Linked DNA regions of Sus scrofa: region 2 is linked to region 1. The links are chromatin contacts, called in public HiChIP or PLAC-seq maps. All regions are on one chromosome and are shown on one strand. Each heading gives the region's core, a stretch centred on a gene start, on an enhancer-like site or on the middle of the called end of the contact. The rest is flanking DNA. Distances are from core to core; before and after follow the strand shown. Region 1 holds the start of MAN1C1 (mannosyl-oligosaccharide 1,2-alpha-mannosidase IC). Region 2 overlaps MAN1C1 (mannosyl-oligosaccharide 1,2-alpha-mannosidase IC).

Region 1 (5,213 bases), core at 169-2,668:
GGGCCGCGGCAACCTCCTCCCGTAACTCAACGAGGCGGGTGCGCCTTGGCCATCCTTTCCGACTGCGGGGACTGGCTTGGCTGCTGGGATCGTCCTTGCCTGGTGCTGGAGCCGCGGGGGCCGGGTTGGGAGGTGACTCCGGCTCGCGGGCCAGAGAGTGGCCGGCGACTTGGGCCACTGCCTCCATGCCGGGCTGCTGGGTCCGGGGGGCCAGGAAGAGGCGCTTGAGGCGAGAAGAGTTGGGCAGCAGGAAGAGGGCCCCGAAGCACAGGGTGATGAGGCCGGAGAGGAAGAGAAGGAAGAGGAACTTCTGCGGCAGCCGCAGCCCCCACGAGGAGGCCGGGACGAAGCCGGGCACTTTCCTCATGAGCATCGTGGCCGGGCACAGGGCTAGGGACAGTCAGCTCCAGCCAGGCCCCTGAGGCCCTTGGAGTCCAGGCACTTGTCAGCTGGGGGCTCGGGGAGAGTAGGTCGTCGAGGAGCGTCTCTCGGGGTGGGTGTCCCTGAGAGCTTCGCCTCTCGGGGACGGCTCCTGAAGTTCAGGGAGTTTGGGGCGCGTCCTCCCGCGCCGGGGTGGGGGCGCAGCGACCTCGGCGGGGCCCGGGCGAGCGAGGCGGCGGGGCCCGGGCCCGCAAGGGTCGGCCGCCTGCCGCAGCCCTTTCTCCGGCCGCCGCTCAGCCCCTCCTCGCAGCGGCCGGAGCTCCCGGGGCCCGCGCCTTCCCGCGCTGCGGCCGCCGCCGGGGCCGTCACATGCCGTCCACGGCGCCCACGCTGTTGGCGCGGAGGGGAGCCCGCAGGCCTCGTCCCCGCGCCGAGCCGCCCTCAACCCCTCGGCCCAAAGTTTTAGCCTCAGAAGCAGTTTCCAGAAGGGGCCACCTTCTGGGGGCGAAGCGGCAGCGGGGCTGGAGTGTCAGTGGCGCTCAGAGAGCGCGCCGGCCCAGCCGGGTCGCGGCAGTGCCGGGGCTCGGCTAAGGGGACGCGTCCACAACTTTGCTCCGCCGCGGAGCGGGCGCCGGCGAGCGGGAGCAGACACTTCGGAGCCTGCAGGGGTAGGGGCTTCCCGGGTCCCCAGGAGCAGAGGGATGCCCGAGCCCTGGTCCGGTGCCCGGCACCGTCCGCGACCAGCCGCGGCGGGGCGGCTGCAGCTGCGCCCGGGAGTGCGAGCTCCCGCCCCGCCAACTCGGTGGGGCTCCGGGTTCCTGCTGGGATCACCTGTTCCCGGTCCCCGCCGGCTCCGCGGAGCGCGCAGTCCCGGCTGCGCCTCCCCCGCTGCAGCTGGCCTCCTCTCAGCGGCCGCTCCAGACGGGCCGCTGCAGCCGCAGGCTGAGCCTCCTCCACCGCCGCCGCCGCCGCCGCCGCCACCGCCGGCGCCGCCGCTGCCGAGCCTGCGCCCCACAGGCGCGCACACCGCCCGGACGCCCCCGCCGCTGCCGCCGCAGCTCCGGCTTTCACTGAGACAGCACCCTCGGCCCCGCCTCCCGTCGGGCCACGCCCTCGGGCCACGCCCACTGCGCGCGTCCCGCGGTCCACCACCGCCGCGGCGCCGCAGCCAGGCCAATGGCCTCGCGGCTGGAGTAAGGAGTGCAGGGCCTGAGCCCGGGTGGGGAGAGGAGCTGGGACTCCAAGCCACGCCCCCTTCCTCAAAGGGCCGGCGCCGAGCACACTACCCCCACCCCCACCCCGCCCCATCCCGCCGGCACCAATGGTCCAGTTGCGCGGGGTTGGCGAGGGCGGGGGTGGAGAGCGGAGCGAGGTCATTGGCTGCCTCGGAGGGATCCCCGTTGGGCCGCAGTCGCCCATTGGTTAGTGCCCAGCATTCTCTGGACTGGGAGAGACCGAGACACCGCCTCCCACCCTTGTCCCCGCCCTCGCCGCTACAGTTGTCGGTCCCCCGGAGGGGGCACGAGCCCCAGCTGGTCTGGAGGGTTCTCGTAGTGGTTTGGTAATCTCACTCACCCCTCTGTGCCAGTCCGGGATTGGCGGGGAGCTGGAGGCCTGCCCAGGGAACCCGAGAGCTTCCGCAGGGGCGGCCGTGGTGCTGCTGTGGCAGGCTGTGAGGAAGGGCTGGCTGGAGCCAAGCCAACCCGGCGGTTGGGCCGGGCTAAGGCAGTGTTTCCACTAGACCCCCTCCCGCAGACCACAACTCTGCCTTCCTTTTCCCACAGCCCCAAACCAGGCCGGCCCCCTGGGTAGGGCAGATAAAGAAGCTAACCGCAGCGGTGCCAGAGCAAGGAAGGAGAAGGAACCTTGGTCATGTGCGCAGAAGACCATACACATCAGGTGATGTGCGTACCCAGATGCCTGCGTGTGTTTATGTGCACATGTGTGCTCCAGTGCATAGACATGGATGCACTCAGAGATTGCATGTGGGTGTGTACCTGCACACAAACATACACTTAATTTAGGTATGGACGCCAAGTGATTTTCCAAAGTACATGAAGACATATCAGTACAAGTACTGACATGCACAAACTCAGACACACAATAGATAGGTTCAAAAACATGCACTTATACACACAGTCAGGCTTATATTCCTAGACACAGGTGTATCTCAACCCCAAGACCCTCACACCTTCCTTCCAGGATTCAATTCTCTCTGCATCTTCCCTTTCTGTTAAACCAAACCCAAGGCAGAGAAACATTGTGTTGTGTGGGTCTTTCATGCAAGACACTTTATAGAGACAAATAGCAGAGGGAGAGACAAATTAAGAGGTGTAATAGGCAAGAGGGAAAATATCTGCTTTCAGCTGTAATTTAAAATGAAATGCAGTGTTGATGAGACAGAAAATACTGCAGGGAGGCCTTTGCTACAGAAGAAGTAGCCCAGGCAGGCTCTCACCTCATAAATCTTGCTTCTTCCCTGAGGCCTTTTACATGATGGGCCACTGGGACTCAGACATCCTTCTACCTCTGGCCAGGCCACTGACAGCAGACCCTCCCCTGATATTCAAACATCCTGAGTGTGCAAATCTCTTTCAATTGAAAACAAAAGATTGCTCTGGGTAACAGGTGCAAATATTTTGGTCACTCCCAACCCCACAAGTACACCCAACTTAAATGTCAATTCTGATTCAGATGTTTCAGTCTCTCATGAGTTTGACTGGCAGGAGTCAATTCCCTGGAACCAGCTGTGAACATCAGAGACAAGCATGTGACCCACCGGGATGCTGGCTAGGCTCCTTCCAATCTCCAACACACAAGCATCTCCCTCCCAGGACCCACGTTAGGAAGGGGGAGCCTTGTCTTTGGAGAACCAGGCAGCACCCCACATAGCTCTACATTGAGAGTGTAGGAGAATCACTGTTTAAAGTCCCCCGAGAAGGGAGGACCCAGGAGAAGGGGAGGAGGGTGAGGCTGAGGCTCAGAAGGCTGTGTCTGTTGGGACTCGTTCCTTACTGTCATTGTCACATCTAGACCTGTCTGGGACACTGGTGAGCCGGGATAGAAAATGAGGCTACAGCAGGAATCCACAGACTCAGGCTACAAAAGCCAGAGCCCAGAAAGGACAACTCCATTTCAACCCGATGCCGTGTTGATGATTATACTGGTTGGTGATACCATAACCTTTTACAATCTCCCTAACAAGCTTGCTGAAACTCTGGAAGTCTCCATCCCCCAAACACCCCAGCCCCCATGAACCTGACTCACACTGCGGCTCTTTCTTCTCTCACTGGATTTTTAATATTGACAAGCTGTTCCACAGCAGACTTAGTTCCTCATGGCAAGGACCATGGCTCAGTCACCTCTCTGACTGCCCTAGGTCTTATCTGCACATAGGCACTGTGTTTGTTGAGTAATGAATGAATAAATAAGTGAGTAGATGCCCATTTCACAAAATAAACTGAGGCTCAGGGGAGGGAATAATAATGAACCAACATTTTCTTCTTCTCCTTCTCCTTTTTCTTCTTCCTCCTCTCCCACTCTTCCTCCTGTTCTCCTTCTTCTCCTCCTCCCCCTCCCCCTCCTCCTTTTTTGGGCTGTGCCTGCAGCATGCAGAGGTTCCCAGACCAGGGATGGAAGTGCACCACAGCAGTGACAATGCCAGATCCTAACCCACTGTGCTGCAAGAGAACCCCATGAACCAACATTTTCTACGTGCCGAATAATATGGCCTCATTTACTTTTCAGAACACTCTTACGAAGTAGATATTATGACTAGACTCATTTTACAGATAAGAATACTAAGGCTAGAGAGATTGAGCATACGTTAACAGGTATATTTCTCAGTTCAATTCAGGAACTTGAGTGGGACTGGGAAGAGAAATGAATAGTCATTTTAAAATCTATTCCGTCGACAAACATTTATTGAAATTAGATGCTAGGCATTTCACCAGTCTTGGAGTGGATACAAAGATGAAAAAAGCGTGGTCCCTGTGATTACTGATTCATTCATACAGTAAAGAACTATTTATTAAACACCTACTATGTGCCAGGTACAGAGGGGCTGGAGATAACAGCCCTAGATAAGGTAAATGTGAAGCCTAACTTTCTTGTCTAAGAGGCGACAGGGGCTGGTTCAGCCTGTCAGGAAGGGATTCACCATGCCCTGGGTGCTGTGCTGAGTGCTTGCTCTCTCTCATCCTCTCTGCTCTCACAAAGGCCCTCTCTGCAGTAGGCTTTGTGATCCCAACCTAACAGATGGAGAAACTCAGGCTCAGGGGTGTGACATGACTTATCCACAGTCACACAGGGAATTACCTGCAAGTATAAGAGAAAAGCAGACTCATCGAATCCCAGATTCTATTGTCTTTCTGTTAACAATACTAATAGAAACTAAGATTAATAGAGCACACACTATGTGCCAAGCCCTTATAATAGCGTTTTATAGAAGCTCCATTATTTTGACTCTTACAACCACCCCATGAGACAGGTGCTCTTATTACTGACATTTTACAGAAGAGGAAACTAAAGCACAGAGATGTTAAGGACATTATCCAATGTCACACAGCTGGGAAATGGCAGAGGGGGGATTTGAAATCCAGCTGGTTAGGCTCCAGAGCCCTTTATGTCTTTCAGAGTCTATTGCTCCCGGCTGCATAATGCCAGGAGAGCAGGTGCTATAGGGAGTCAGAGCTGAGAAAGAGCACTGGCCTCAGGCAAAATTTTCACAGGCTTGTTGAGAGGATTATTTGAGCTCATCCAGCCATTCAGTAAGTATGTATAAAGTGCCTGCTATGTTTCAGGCAATATACTAGGCTTTAGCGATGTAATTG
Region 2 (5,194 bases), core at 2,513-5,012, 100 kb before region 1:
CCCAGCCCGTCCCCACCTGCCCCAGGATGGGGCAGCTGCCTGGGGCCCGCTCTCTACCCACCCCCTGCATGGGGGAGAAAAGGGGGGTAGGGGGACACTCCTTCCTCTTCCTGCCTCTGCCTTCCTATTCACTGTCCTAGAAAATGGGAGGATTCTGCACTTGCGAGCGCCTCGCACAGACTTGCAGAAGTCCTAACAAGCCTCAAAATTATCACAATGATGGTGGCACCGCTTTGCATCTGTGTCAGACCTTAGCGGGTTATCAAATGCTTTTTACAGCCCTCTGTGGCGGTCAGTCCTCAAGAGCCTGTGAATGAGGCGCTCTTGTTGTACAGCCGTTTGGTTGGGAAAACTAAGGCGCAGGGGGGCTAACGGCCTTTCCCAGGCTGGAGCCCTAGAGTGTGACCCTGCCCCCACCCATCTGTCTCCATGTCTTGCTCCCCCAAACCATCTAAAGAGCCTCTCTCTGCGGTGAGCTCAGACCCCCAGGATGGATCTGTTCCTCCACTGGGAGATCAGTGGGAGTGGCATCTGGTATTTAAGGCTTTTGTGCCAGCCATGCATATGGGCATCACCTCCCCCAGGCCTTGGTCCCTGCCTAGACACCTGCAAAGCTGGAAGCCAAGTGGGTCCCAGACCTGGTCACAGGCCTCAAGCCAGACGCCCGCCCCGCCGCCCCTCTCAGCCATCTCGAGGGCAGCAGGTTAGAGCAGCTCCGAGCAGATAACCACTCTTCTCTTCCCAGAGTCCCTGTTGCTGCTGTTCTGTCAGACAGACTCAGTCCCACAAGGGGCTTCTGGGTGTGAGCAATGTGCCCAGAGCCCAGCGAGGGGAAGCAAGGCTGTCTTCCATGCCAGGGAGATCAGGCTGGTAAGTACTCATGAGCCAGCCAGGGGTGGCGGGATGTCCCCCGCCTTAAGGCTGGTTTGAGGGGAGGGGCCTCAGCATGAGGGCATGGAGCCCCACTTCCAAGAATGCTCTGCTGGGCAGCCTGGGTCTCAGAGGTGATGGCGGTGGGGGAGCTGGTAGCTGATCTCTCCAGTCCCTTCTGGCCCTAATACCCCAGGGTCTCTGACTTACCACATTCAGGTGGAAGCTTTCTTCTACCCAGGCCTTGGCCTCCTGGAACTCCTCCTTCAGCTCCATGAGGTAGAGGGTGTCGAGGGAGTCAATGACTGTGGCCCCGCTGAGGCCTCCTGCAGGCACAGAGGATGAAGCTGTGACTCAGGGTCATTCTGACCCTTTCCACTCCAACCATGTGAGCCACCATTCCCCAGGCCTCCTCTAAACACCTGGCCAGGCTCTCGGGCACCATCCAGGGGGACTCTGGGCCTTTGAAGGCATGTCTAAGACCCAGAGTCCTGCTATGGGCTGCTTCCTCCTCAGGACAGCAAAGAGTGGGTGGCAGGTCAGGGAGACCAAGTTTAATGGCTGAGCCATTTCCCAGAACTTGGTCCACTCTTATGTCTGCCAGCAAGTCAACCATCAGTGCCAGCCAGGCATCTGCCACCTTTCTCTGAGGCTGGGGGTGGCGGGGATGGGGCAGATGAACTGACTTGGGGGTCTACAGAATCATAACAAATGTTCCAGTCCTCTGACTCTTCAATTTCATTTCTTTTTTTCTTTTTCTTTTTTTTGTCTTTTTGCCATTTCTTGGGCTGCTCCCGCAGCATATGGAGGTTCCCAGGCTAGGGGTCCAATTGGAGCTGTAGCCACCGGCCTATGCCAGAGCCACAGCAACGCGGGATCCAAGCTGCGTCGGCGACCTACACCACAGCTCATGGCAACGCCGGATCCTCAACCCACTGAGCAAGGGCAGGGATCGAACCCACAACATCATGGTTCCCAGTCGGATTCGTTAACCACTGCGCCACGACGGGAACTCCTCAATTCCATTTCTTAATTTATTCTAAGGAAAAAAAGATGTTCATAAATATCGATCCAGAAAGATACTTATTGCAGCATATAATGGGTGAAAGTTGGGGAAAAAAACCCTCAAGTCCAACAATAGTGGATTCGTTATACCCATTGTGGCTTGTATATAAAATAGGACACTATGCAGACATGCACACAGGTGAGGAAGACCTGTGTTAGCTGGGGCACCATCCATGGGATCTGTTAAACTAAAAAAAAAGTAGATTGAAAAAAAAAAAGGCAATAGAATTTCTTTACTGTATGCCACCATGGACACAATTAAGTCTGGCAGGACATGATTCAGTGGCTATCTCCTCTCTATGCTGGGATTATAGGTGCTTCTTGATTTCTTCAGCTCATGGATTATTTTTATAACCAGAAATTAATTAATTTCTCTTCCTTCCTTCCTTCCCTTTCTTTCTTGGAAACAGTTTGGGCAAAGCAACCAACAAATGCAAAACCCAAAGATTCCGTGGCCACTCTTGCTCTAAGCCCGTGAGTACATAAAGCATGAGCTACCAGGCTTGGCCCCTGCCTCGGGGCCTTAGAATCTTGTCCTGGAAATAAAGGCTGAGAAAATGGAGCAGTTTTCCACATCACAGACTGGATAGCAGAGTGACGAAGACGACATTCCCATGAGGGACAGCCAGGGCCTGGCTGGTAGAGGACGGTGACGGGGCGGGGGAGGAGCTTGCTTGGTGCCATCTGGAGGGCTTCCGAAGAGATGGCAGCCTCCAATCAACTCCTTCTGAGTACAGTCATTGCAGGCAGCAGCAATTTCTTTTAGGGACTAGAGGGTAGCTTAAGAGGAGCAATTGTTTCTTCAGTGTCCTCCTTGCATAGGCTCAAAGCATTGAGACACAGGGGCTCCAACTTCCCCCAGTGAACACAAGAGCTTGCTGACAGGCGCCGCGGGCCCCACTTGAGTCTGAAGCACGGCTTTGTGGCCCCCCTCTCCCGCATTCAGAGTTCACATTTAATCTCCTTAATTAGTGCTTCCCTAGCTGCTCACTCGTGTTGACTTTGCAGGCAGAGAATCCTTGTGAAACCCAAACACTTAACCGCCTCTCTAGACTGGGCAAGGTCTAATAAATTAAAAAAAGGCATGGCCCGGAAAAGGATGGGAGGGAGATCCAGGAGAAGTTGGAGGTTAAAGACCCATTTCCAGAAGGGAGGGTTTGCCAGGAAGAGTGGAGGGAGGGAAGGGTGGGGGCACGCGGACGCTTTGCAATCCAGAGGCACGTGTCCTGGGATGGCTTTGGCACTTGGGTTGAAGTGAATTTCCAGAGTGTCAATCCTTCCTACACTTAGGGATTAGTAGGCAAACGTACTCAAAGCCAAACAAAGTTGATCTTTTCCTGGTTTATCCTGGCTGCCTCCCCTGTAGGTGTCCAAGGCTGAACACAGTTCAAGGGAACTCCTTACCCGCCTGAGGTGCCCAGGCCTTGGGGCATTGATGGGCCACATGTGGACAGAGGCTGAGAGAGTCCTGGTGTCCATACTCCTGGCTCTGAAGCCAGGCCCTCTTCCTGTTAACCACGGGGCCTCAAACCTGACTTCTTAAAGGCCTGGAGGGGTTTCTGAGATCCCACTCCCTTACCCCTAAATTTCATAGATGAGGACCCCAGGGAGGTCCCGCCCCAGATAAGACTGAGGGAGGCGTGGAGCCCCAGCCAGGGCCCAGTGTGGTGTGTTTTCCACAAGGAAAGGGGCCTTCAATTCCCCGTGAAGACAATTTCAGCTCTGCTTGCTAACCCCTCCCCCGCAGGGGCAGGAGGCTGCTCTGACCAGTGAAGAGGAGCCCAGGCTGTGTGTCCTTCAAGGCCAAGGGAGGGGAGGCCCGGAGTATCTGATTTCTGAATCCTGCCCCAGGCTGCCTGGTGTTTTCACCCCACGGGCCCTCTGTCCCCTGGGCCGACCCTGAGCCCAGAGTCCCCACGGCCTCAGCTGGGCCGGGAGGGCAGCCAGGGCACCTCATGACCAGCTATCCTTCCTAAACACTCCCGAGGCAGCTCGCTAAGAGATCTGTTGGCAAGTTCTGCCCCTGCTCTTGGGTTCCTGAGGCCTCCTCTCCTCCCCGCCCCCGCCCCCTCCCCAACACGGCTAGGCTGCAGGCCAGGAAGTCACTTATTGGAACGCTTTTTCTTTCAGGCCAGGGGTTACCTGGCGGCCAGGCTGGGCAGGAGAGAAGGCCCTATCCTGGATTCAACTCTATCTGCACCTGCAGCGGCCTGGGGAGCTCCCCGGGGGAAAAAGACACTTGCCCATTCAGTAAACAGACCCCCAACGGGCACGGACAGTCAGGCAGCCCGCCTGGAAGCTTTGGTTCCTGGGTCTGGAACCCTCGCTGTGCACAAAGGACCCCCGCTCCCTCCCCTTCCTGACAGGCAGGAGGCAGTGAGATCTGTTAAAAGAACACATCTTTGGGTTCAAATCCGGACTTGGGCCAGCAACACATTTGTTGTCAGTGTTAAAGTTCTCACCTGTAAAATGAGGTGAAGACCACTGGGCTGGGGTACTAGGGAGCCACTGAGGGTTCCTGAGCTGGTGGGTAACGGTATCATATAATACATCTGATAAAGACATCTACACATGCCTGGCACAGAGTAAGTGCTTGACAAATCAATTCATTGTTCTTATCTCTGGGGGTCCTTAGCTCCCCTTGAAACACTGGCCTGGCCAGGGAGATGCTGATTCAAATCCTGGCTCAATTATGCATAAGCTGTGTACAAGCGCAAGTCACTATACCTCACTGAGCCCCATTTTTCTCATCTGCAAAATGGAAATTATAGTAGGACCCACCTCGTAAGGCTGCTGGGAGGGATAAATGGGGCAGTGGATGGAAAGGAGGTAGCACAACGTTGGGTACATGTGAGCTTGCCCCCATAAACAGAAGCTGGTCCTGGGCAGCCCTTCCACAACGGCTTCTGGGGTCGCTGAGACTTTGTGATGCTCCTGCAGTATGGCTTTTCCCCACCCTGTAGGGCAGTGTGGGCATGAGGCGCAGCTTGCAAAAGCCTTGGCCGAAATTAAGGGAAAAGCGTCATATGGGTCCCACCTGCATCTGCTGCTGAGCCTTTGTACCCCTGACTTGAATGTGCCCCTGCCTCTGAAAGGGTCTACCTACTTCCAGGACCCCTCCCTTCCACTCCAATTCACCCTGTACACTGTCCCTGACCTGTCTTCCTAAAACCAGATCCACTGTGCCCCTCCCCGGCTCAGGAACCTGCAATGGCTTCTCAATACCCATGCACTAAGTACACGGTAGTGGTCAAGCCTT

The links. HiChIP or PLAC-seq counts read pairs in DNA pulled down with a chosen protein or histone mark.
Region 2: an H3K27ac HiChIP or PLAC-seq map of skeletal muscle shows a contact between it and region 1, with 4 times the contacts expected there. The contact joins the enhancer-like site here to the promoter of MAN1C1 in region 1. A contact is called at or near these places in 3 of 5 promoter capture datasets (liver and skeletal muscle), 19 of 47 Hi-C or Micro-C datasets (adipose tissue, alveolar macrophages, blood and 11 more) and 1 of 2 datasets of contacts at active chromatin or transcription factors (skeletal muscle).

Annotation. Positions count from the first base shown.
Region 1 is chr6:83,086,147-83,091,359 of Sscrofa11.1, reverse strand. MAN1C1 (mannosyl-oligosaccharide 1,2-alpha-mannosidase IC) reads right to left here and starts at 1,418. Exons shown (of 12, transcript XM_021095595.1): 1 at 1-1,418. The coding sequence starts at 373.
Region 2 is chr6:83,191,064-83,196,257 of Sscrofa11.1, reverse strand. MAN1C1 (mannosyl-oligosaccharide 1,2-alpha-mannosidase IC) reads right to left here. Exons shown (of 12, transcript XM_021095595.1): 3 at 1,081-1,196. Among named protein-coding and RNA genes, the nearest start is that of SELENON, 53 kb to the left of the region's middle. Within about 2 kb of position 3,762, at least 23 of the 83 cell types and tissues checked have an H3K27ac peak or open chromatin away from gene starts, as enhancers often do. A contact at or near this core is called in adipose tissue, liver, mesenteric adipose tissue and 4 more, where this site is marked.